2 separate regions of the Gossypium hirsutum genome follow, and region 2 is linked to region 1. Evidence: chromatin contacts called from public Hi-C data. All regions are on one chromosome and are shown on one strand. The core of a region is the stretch at or near the end of the contact, and the rest is flanking DNA. Distances in the headings are between cores, read along the strand shown.

Evidence for each region. Hi-C and Micro-C count contacts between places; a contact is called where the count stands out from the background.
Region 2: a contact with region 1 is called in a Hi-C map of leaf, with 1.9 times the contacts expected there. The contact joins the promoter of LOC107945530 here to the promoter of LOC107926222 in region 1. A contact is called at or near these places in 2 of 34 Hi-C or Micro-C datasets (both in leaf).

What each region holds. Positions count from the first base shown.
Region 1 is chrD12:36,318,070-36,322,851 of Gossypium_hirsutum_v2.1, forward strand. It overlaps LOC107926222 (PLAT domain-containing protein 3), which reads right to left and starts at 2,540. Exons shown (of 2, transcript XM_041107894.1): 1 at 2,409-2,540; 2 at 1,625-2,275. The coding sequence starts at 2,468. The coding sequence ends at 1,820.
Region 2 is chrD12:36,986,840-36,991,323 of Gossypium_hirsutum_v2.1, forward strand. LOC107945530 reads right to left here and starts at 1,882. Exons shown (of 2, transcript XM_016879581.2): 1 at 1,548-1,882; 2 at 1-1,451. The coding sequence starts at 1,349. The coding sequence ends at 51.

The DNA of each region.
Region 1 (4,782 bases), core at 1,290-3,789:
AAAAGAGAACCCATGTTAGTAGATTTCTTAGGGGTCCAAAATAGCCCACACCATTAACAAATTCACATTATATCCCTTGAATTTTACTATTTAAACAATTTAATCGCTAACATTCAAAATCACTAAAAATCACTTAACAAAATACTTATATCTAGATATCAACTTTAATAATTCATCCATTAAAGTCAAAAACACCTTAAAATAATTCATGGAAAATCCCTAAACCTTTAACAAATTTACAATTTGACCCCATGTTAGCTCGATTAAGCTAATACGAGCTCAAAAACATAAAAATTACTAAAAATGGGGTTCAAAATCTTACCATGCAAAAGAAATCAGCCTTGGCCGAAGCTTAAAGCCAAGAAAAATGGTGGTTTTCCATCCTCAAATAGGGTCTAGTACATTACCAAGGGTATCGCACCCCAACTTGGCAAAATGCCAAAAATCTATAGTAAAGGGACCTAGGTACTGATACATAGGCCCCTAGATAGGGCCACTATATTGTTTTGGCCATTTTGAGCCTCTAAGGCTCCTACTTGACCCTTGCACCTTTATTCACCCAAAAACATTTCTAAATGGTTTTAAACTAATTTTAAAACCTTCAAAATGATTTTATATTAGTTTTAAAATTTTATTTGAATTTTTGAATATTTAACTCTTGATAAAACTTCTATGTTTTTTTGAACTTGAATAGCCCTATTTTAAGTCAATGAGCTTCAACAATTATTTTATGATTTGGATGTGCCCTAATATTTATTAAATGACCTATAATGATACCAAATCATATTTGATTCTTTCTTAAATATTGGAACTGCTTTAAGGAATTTTATAAAGTTGTAAAGGATGTTTTACTAAAAGAAAATTTTTGTTATTTAAGTATGGAAGTGCTTCGATAGCACCTCCAACTCATACTATATATCAGGACCAATAAGGGGTGTTATAGAACTTCTGTGACATTTCATATAAATAGGGGCTATGGGCTAAGTCAGAATATATCATCTTGAGTGTTGATACCCTATTAAATTATAGTGAGATTTATTTCCTATCTAAATTTTAGTTTTTGTGAGTACTCAAGTTTGGTTTCTAACCTATAAAGAGAATTAAATTTCCATCATTGGAAAATTAAAAGTTTTCATTGTATGAATCGGTTTATGTAATTAGATCCCACTATTTAATCAAATTAAGGGTTCAAGAATAGCAGGAAAGATCATGTTAATTGAAAGTTCGGAAACGACCAAGATCACTTGGTTAAAAAAACATGTACTAATTTAGTAAAATCTATTACTATAAATAACATAATACTCAATTTCAAAAAAAAAAAATTCTCTACTATGCAACAAACTTATTTTTTAAACTGATTTTTTCTAAAGTTATCATAAATTAAATTCATATAATGTACACTTGTGCTAACTATTTTAAAAAATATTAATAAATTATTTATTATTATTGAAATAAACATAACATATTATGTTTTATTATTGAAATAAATTATTAGTAATTTGCGTTATTATTAAAACATTACAAATGATTTTATAAATTTTAAAAAAATAAATATATTACATTATAATTAAGAATCATAAAAAAACTAGTTAATACTTTTATGTAATAATGTTTATAGTTAATATTTATAGTGAAAACATAATATAATTTAATCCATAATTGTCACATTACACGACAAACGTTATCGAACAAAAAGAGACGAACACTAATGACCAAAGGGCCGCTGCAAACCATGAGTTCATAAGCATCCCCACCTACCCCTCTAATTAATCATCCTCATTATCACCATGATAATTATTATTATACTAACTAAAACGCATCACATGCTAGAGCTAGACTCCCGATGACGACGATCATCGGGAACCTCCGAGGGACAATAGTTTCTGATGGCGGTGAGATCGTAAGGTGGGGCATCGAGCGCCAACCACTGCTCCACCGTGAACTGCTGCTGGCTACAAGGTTTATGGACGCCAGTCATGGTAACTTCCACATAGTTACAGTACCATCCATGGTGCTCACCCGAACCATCGGAGGTCAAGTTCATGGCACAAAGAGGGGCATCCAAGCAACGTCCCCTACCTGAGAAAATGTCCAAATTACCCCTCTCGAAATAGTTGTATCCTGGCCCCATTAACCCACCCCATGCTTCGATGTTGCTGATCTCCACTGAGTAGCCATTGGCATCGTAGAGCCGTAGGCCGATGATGGAGTCGGTTCCGCCTTTGATGATGGATCCCGTCCTTATGTAGACCGAGTAAACGCAATCTTCACGGTCCTACAAGCAAGAAAAAAGAGAAAGATCGAGAGGTTAAAGTTGGAGATAGAGAGGAGATTATGGGGGATGTTGAGGGCTACTTACTGAAAAAACGACAGGGGAAAAAGAAAGGAGGAGAAAGGAGAGGACTAACTGAGTTGGGATCGCCATTGGGTTTAACGTTTTGAGGCTCTCGCATTAGAGAAATTTCCATAGAGTGTCGTATAAATATGCAATTTCTTTAGGAAGGTACCTGAATTTTTTAGAACCTTTCAATTTTCTTTGAGGACACACGTGGATTAACGTATTAATTAATTTTTAAAATTTAAAATTTATTAAAAACAAACAATTATAAAAATATATTTCTTAATTTTTTTAATTAAAAAATTAATTAATTAATGATATGACAAGAGACATCATTAAATGTCAAACCAATAAAATTAACCGAATTTAATTTTCAACCAAGTTAATCGAATTTAATTTTTTTCATGTATTGGAACTGATTTGACAATAAACTTAAAATCTAAAAGAACTGAAAAGTTAAATAAAAGGTAAAAAGAATTTTATAAAATTAAAAGGTGAAATACGTTATTATCCTATATTATTATTAGTTTCTGAAGGTACTGTGGTGAATTACATTAACAAAAAGAAAAATAAAAGCACTAAAAGATGAAATTGATGTAAATTAAAATTTTTAATTAATTCTATTACAAATTTAATATTACTGAATTCACATATATTTAATTATTCTTTTATAACTGAAAGTGGGTACGAAATTGTTTTAGGATTAACCTTCATTTTTATACTCTTCTCACTAAATCAAAAAATTATTAAATATATTTAATTAATAAAAAATTATATTTAATTGGTGATTATAGGTATAACTGGCTTATTTGATAATTACTTTGAAGTAAGAATTGGTGTTGGCCTTATTTATGATTTTAATTATTGTGAAAGGACTATTAATAACATATAAATAAAACAATAATAATTGGTTAATGCGTTGATTTTTGAAATTACTGTTATAACGGTAAACATATCGAATTATGACCAAATAAATAATTAAAAAGAATTGGACAAAATTAATTCATAACAAATATACCTAATGAGACTGTGTGCATATTGAGATAAATGTTCAAAATCCACAATGCTAAAAAAATCTCATTTTAAAATTAAATGTAATAAGTAACATATTTGTTTTATCCTTCCAAAGTCAAATGTACAGATTATATATTAATAATGAGTAAGCAATTAAGAAATGATTTGACGTTTGCCAAAGAAAAAGGGTTTTTGGTTCACACCTGGCTGAAATGAAATCATCTTCACGGAAAATTACAGTACTGTCCCTAAAGTTGTGTGACTTGTCGATCACATGTAATGTCAAACACTATCTAGAGTTAGGAAACAGGATAGCGATAAGAGCGGACTGTGGAGGGACTGTAATGTAATTTTAGATTAAAAGTTATTGTTTTGGATCCATCTTCTTTATTATTTTTGCAACGACGAAGTTGTGGGAAATTGTACGGAGGAGAGAAAAGCATATTCGAAACGGAGCTATAAAAAGGTTCAGTGTGAATCATGTGGTGGTGTTTTGTACAATTGTCAATGAGAGATTGCATCTTGGTTCTACATCAAGAACAGATGGTCCTTCATCAACATCACCATCAACTTCAACAAGAAATTACCTTAAAAAAAAGTCTTCCAGCAAGAAATTTGAGTTTCACGTTAAAACTGAATTCGATTTAAAAAATTAATAAATTTTAAATTTTAAATTAATTAAATTAATTATATTAATTTTTTGAAATTTTTTATTTTATTGAATAAACTTGAATAAGAATCCAAATTTTTGTTGAATTAAATTTTATAACTCAAGTAATTCAAATAATAAATTGATTTAATACTTTTTAAGCCACTAATAATTTTGAAAACAAATTATTCCCTTAAAAGATATTACAAGAAATTCAAAATAATCTTCAAAAATTCAAAATATTTATAAAATATTTTTCTAAAATTTTATAAATATATATTCAAAAATTTAAAATATTAAAAATTACTAAAAAATATTTAAAGATATATAAAAATTCTAAATTATAATTTAAAATAAACAAAATAATAAATTTAAAGCCTTAAACAAGAAATTATCAAATCAAGTTTATCATACTAATTAATTATCTTGTTTTTCTCTTATTTTTTTTTGAAAGAGTTTTCAAATATACATGGTATTTATGTTTGTTAGCTTGGAATTTAGTCATATTGTCAACAAAATTTTAATATGATCGATTTATATTTTTTTAACTTAAACAAATTTATTTAACTCGACGAATTTACTCGATTTGGATTTGAAAGTTTTTCAAATCCAATTGAAATGATAAAATAGAACTTATTAAGTTATTTAACTTAACATTGTTTCACTTGATTCCATTGAATTTAAAATAGAGTTAAACTCAATTTGATTGGATGTTGATCCCTATTTCAAATCACGATTATTTATCAAGTTAAAGATGGTTGAATATTTTAGGATATGCTTA
Region 2 (4,484 bases), core at 632-3,131, 670 kb after region 1:
TATTCTTTGTGGAAAGTTTATCATTTTGTTGATAATATTTTAGATAAATCCTAATCAGATGAACATATCCATGATTCCACCATACCTTCACTTCTTGTAGCTACATTTTCTGGCCCTTTATCGACATGAAAATCCGATGAAGACACCGAGAAATTGTTTACTTTCCCATTCGTAAGTCCTGGCGTGTTACTGTTGTTGTACCTGCCATTGATGGACCTTAGGAGACTTTGATCATGTTCACGGGACCCTGCTGCTTCTCCCCAGCTTGGAGGATTAGCACTATTTTCATTTCTTGGCAATGATCCACCTGATGATGATACCATGTTTTGAACGCCGCTGAGGTTGGGATTGACATGCCCCTGGCTCAAACCAAACCCTTCAAAAGCGCCCATTTTGAGAGGAGAGACATTTGATGGAATATCTATTGAATTGGAAAGTGGGTATTTGGGAGGGGCTTGAAGGAGTGATACGAAGTTAAGAATTGGGTTTTGTGGCATGTTGATGTTGAGTGGATTTTGAGGCTGTTTTAAAAGGCCTAACTCAGATGGCAGTTGGTAGTTAATGGAAGTTGTACTAGAAGTAGAATTAGTGCTAGGTGTAGAAGCCATAGCATCAACCATGGAAGAGCTAGTAAATAAGGGAGGAGGATAATTAAGTTTCTGAGCAAATGGTCTTAAAAGATAATTAGGAGATGAAGTTGTACCAAATAAATCAAGTCTGGTTCTCGGGAAAGGTGAGGAGGTGAAGGGTGGTGCAGGGATCCCAGTAAACTCCTGAACCATGGCTCGGAAATTGGTGGTGTCTGTGGTCAAAACAGTGGTTGGTGCACGCCGGGAAGCTCTGGATCTCTTCTTTGAGTTACGCACCATATTGTTGTTGTTGGGTTGGCCACTTGTGCCTGAACCTTTTGTACCACTTTCAGGTCCTTGAGGAATCTGCATAGAAGGAAAAGTGGTTCTGCTTTGTGCTTGCTGGTTGGTGAATAACTGTTGGGTTGGTGGTGGCGATGATGAGGCCATAAAGCCACGAACAAGATCATTGCAGTTGGGCTCAGATCTTAGATTTCTGGACCAAACCACATCAAGATTGAGTTGTGAATTTGGGTTTGTCACACTTGATAAGGGATGACCGAAGTAGTTCGATAAAGGGTCAAACAACACAGATGAGGAAGAAGGACTTTGGTGTTGCTGTTGCAGAAGCGGCGGCGATTGTTGGTTACCCAAGGGACCATGACCAATATGGCTCGATGGGTTATTGTTAAAGAAAGCTGAGTTTGAGTTAGCGCCTGAATCAAACTCTTCACTGCCACCACTCGGAGATTGCACACTACCACTGTTACCAGAATCCATGAGACAAAAGACAGACCAGATATGGAGTTTTTTTCTTCTTTTTTTCTTTCAGAGAAGAGATTTTTTGCTTACTTCACTACTCAGACTCATTTAAGAAGGAAGCTACAAAACAAAGCATGAAAGCAATATAAAAAGAAAAGAAAAGAAAAGAGAGAAGAAAGAGGAAGATCTTCTGGAAGAAGAGTTATCAGAAAGTACCCATGTTGTCTTTAAAGCTCTGATCTGAAAAACAAGACAGTACTTTGGCTTGCTTTTTTACTTTCTCTTCCACCAAAAAGGTATGTAGTAAATTAAACAAAGGAATTGACAAAGTTTCAAGAGAATCATCAATTAAACTAAATGGTTTGCAGAAGATAGGTAAAACGGAAGTAAACTTTCTTTGAAGAGGGAAGGCCCCTTTTTTATTAATATCCCCCCCCCCGCCCCTTTTGCGTTTTAGCCTTGCGGGTTAAGAAGAAAAGAACTAGGGTTCCTTTCAATTTTTTGAGGGTGGGTAAGATACTAAAATGTATTGTCTGTTTAAGAGAAATTAAGGGACAGAAAAAGAAGTTGGTTCGCTACCCTTTTTATTTATTTGCTACTTGGTGTCTTTTTTATTTTTAACTTTACAAGTTAAAATTATCATGTATCTTTATATATATATATATAATTATTTTAATTATACTCTACAACCACGCACCATCCCCCGTTAATCAAATTCTTTTTCATATATAAAAGAAAAACCAACGGCTTTGATGATAAGCAACCGGTCAAAGTAAAAGAAAGTTATGGTTTCGGTCCTCATAGTGTGAAAGGAAGAAAAAAGATGTACTGTAGGGAGGAAATCTTTTTTAAAGCAATACATATTATATACTATTCATTTTCTTTTATAAGATTTTCTTTTTAGTCTTTGGTGTTGGGGAGTAATGAGGTGGGCAAGCAAACAAATTTGAGAAGATGGTTGTTGAATGGTATATATAAGATATCAACCATCACTACCATTGCTTTTCAAAGCCCATAAGAAAAACCCCCTGCCTGTATTTTCTTATGTTTAAATTGGTTAGGTAACTTAGGTTTAATGATGAGAAAGAAAAGAAGGTGCAAGTGCGCTGTTTATATCCATTTCTTCACAGATTATTTGGTATAAGAAAAACAATAAATGAACATTAGAAAAATATATATTAAAATTCCCTAGCCACATCCTTTGACCTAGTCATTGATTAAATACCAAAAAAGAAATAAAAAACAATTCATAATCTGGGTTTAATATTATGTAATTGATTCAGAGGAACTTCAGAGAATCTTACAGTCTTCCTCTTGTTGAAATGTATGTGGAAAATAATGATATTTTCCTGTTATCTTCTACTTTATCTGATAACGAGATATATATATATATTCGCAGCTTTTCTAGCATCGTTATCTTCTCAGACTTTAATTATTTCAAATAATATCGTAAAAGAAAAGAAAAGAAAAGCAGAAACAAAGAGGAGAAAGATCAGTTGAACAACACCTTAACTACGCTCTGCAACCATCAAAAAAAAAAAAGATAGCTATAGTTATTGAAGTAGCTAAACAATATTATTAAACTTTTAACCAATATTATAAAAAATATTTTTATATAAATTTAAAAAACAAATTAATTTTATAATATAAAGTTGAATGTAAAATTAAAGAGTCTTTTGTCCATACATGTATGGTCTGTATTTGACCCTACAAAACCAAACCCTAACCCTAAAAATCCGAATCCTCACGTATTCCATGTTTGCACGTCATGTACTTGCTCTGTAGAGCTATGTTTTTTCCCCCTTATTTTTTAACCTCGTGTCTAATAGAAAATATCATTAATTAGAATGTAACTTAATGACAAAGGATGAAATAGATAAAGAGAGGGCATTGAAGGCTCTCAAAATCAGTTGCCTAATTATTATGTCTGATTTAAGTTGCTTGAGCCTATAAAATTACCCATTTGTTTGTTTTGTATATAATAATAATGATAATAATAATAATAAACTTGGGTGAGCGTATGGGCGGTCTCTAACCCAAGTAAGGGCCATTGGTGCGCAGTGGATTGATTGGACTTGGCATCGTTTTCAATCAACCTGTGGCTCACATAAGGATGCATTACTGTCGCTTTATTTTTTGATCTCGACCCTCCGATTGATGTGGATATTCCTTTCCCTTTGATGTTTTACTTTCTCACTTCATAATATTTTAATACAATAATGAACTCAAACTAAAAGCATATTCAATTTATTAATCTCAAACAGAAAAGGCTTACAAACAATTTGGGTTTTTTTTTTTCTTTCCTAATACCCTCCAGTATTTGCCGTCACTTTTTCTAAGCGGATAAATCTTACTAATAAAAGAAAAAAATCAAAATAAGGTTACAAAACTGAAGGACGTCAATGTCCCCATAAAACACGTATAGAAAACCGAACAAAATTTCACAATAAAAGAAAAAAGACAACTAGGTGCAATCAACACAAGGTAAAAAATTCTTTTATTATCTACTTTTCTCGATCACAATATCCTGTTGAGATATTAAGAAGCAAAGAGGTTAGTAAGGTGGTTAGAGTCAGTTATATGTAAAGTTAGTTAGTTAGTCAAGACTTTATAAATATAGAATGTACTATCAGTTTCAATAATATAGAGGAATTTTCACAATCATTCAAAGTGTTTTTAATCTTTTCAACATGGTATCAGAGCTCCGACGATCTTTATCTTTCCGGTAATAGTTCCGTTGCTGCTTGCTGGTCAATAGTTGCGGTCATTCTGGTGGTTTTTTCTGTCGTTGTTAGCCAAGGTTTGACGAACAGTCTTAGTTAACTAGTTGATTGCTGTTGTGTGCCTATGCCAAATGTTCATTGGGCTTGTGGAGTAAGTCGGAAGCCCAAATTTGGTTATTTATCCCCAATTGGCGTAGTAGTCTAGGGTTTTCTTTCCCAAATTGATCAATCTGTTCCTTCTCCTTGTTCGTTGCTTCTTGGTGTGTTTTTTTTTTTGAATAGCAGAGATGATGAATTATCATGAATCCCTCTGAATCAACCATTGACTTCAATCACCGACTACATTTGCATCCATCTGACACCCTAGGAACTTTGTTAGTTTCGCATCAGTTACTCGGTGTTGAAAATTATAATGTTTGGAGTCGAACGA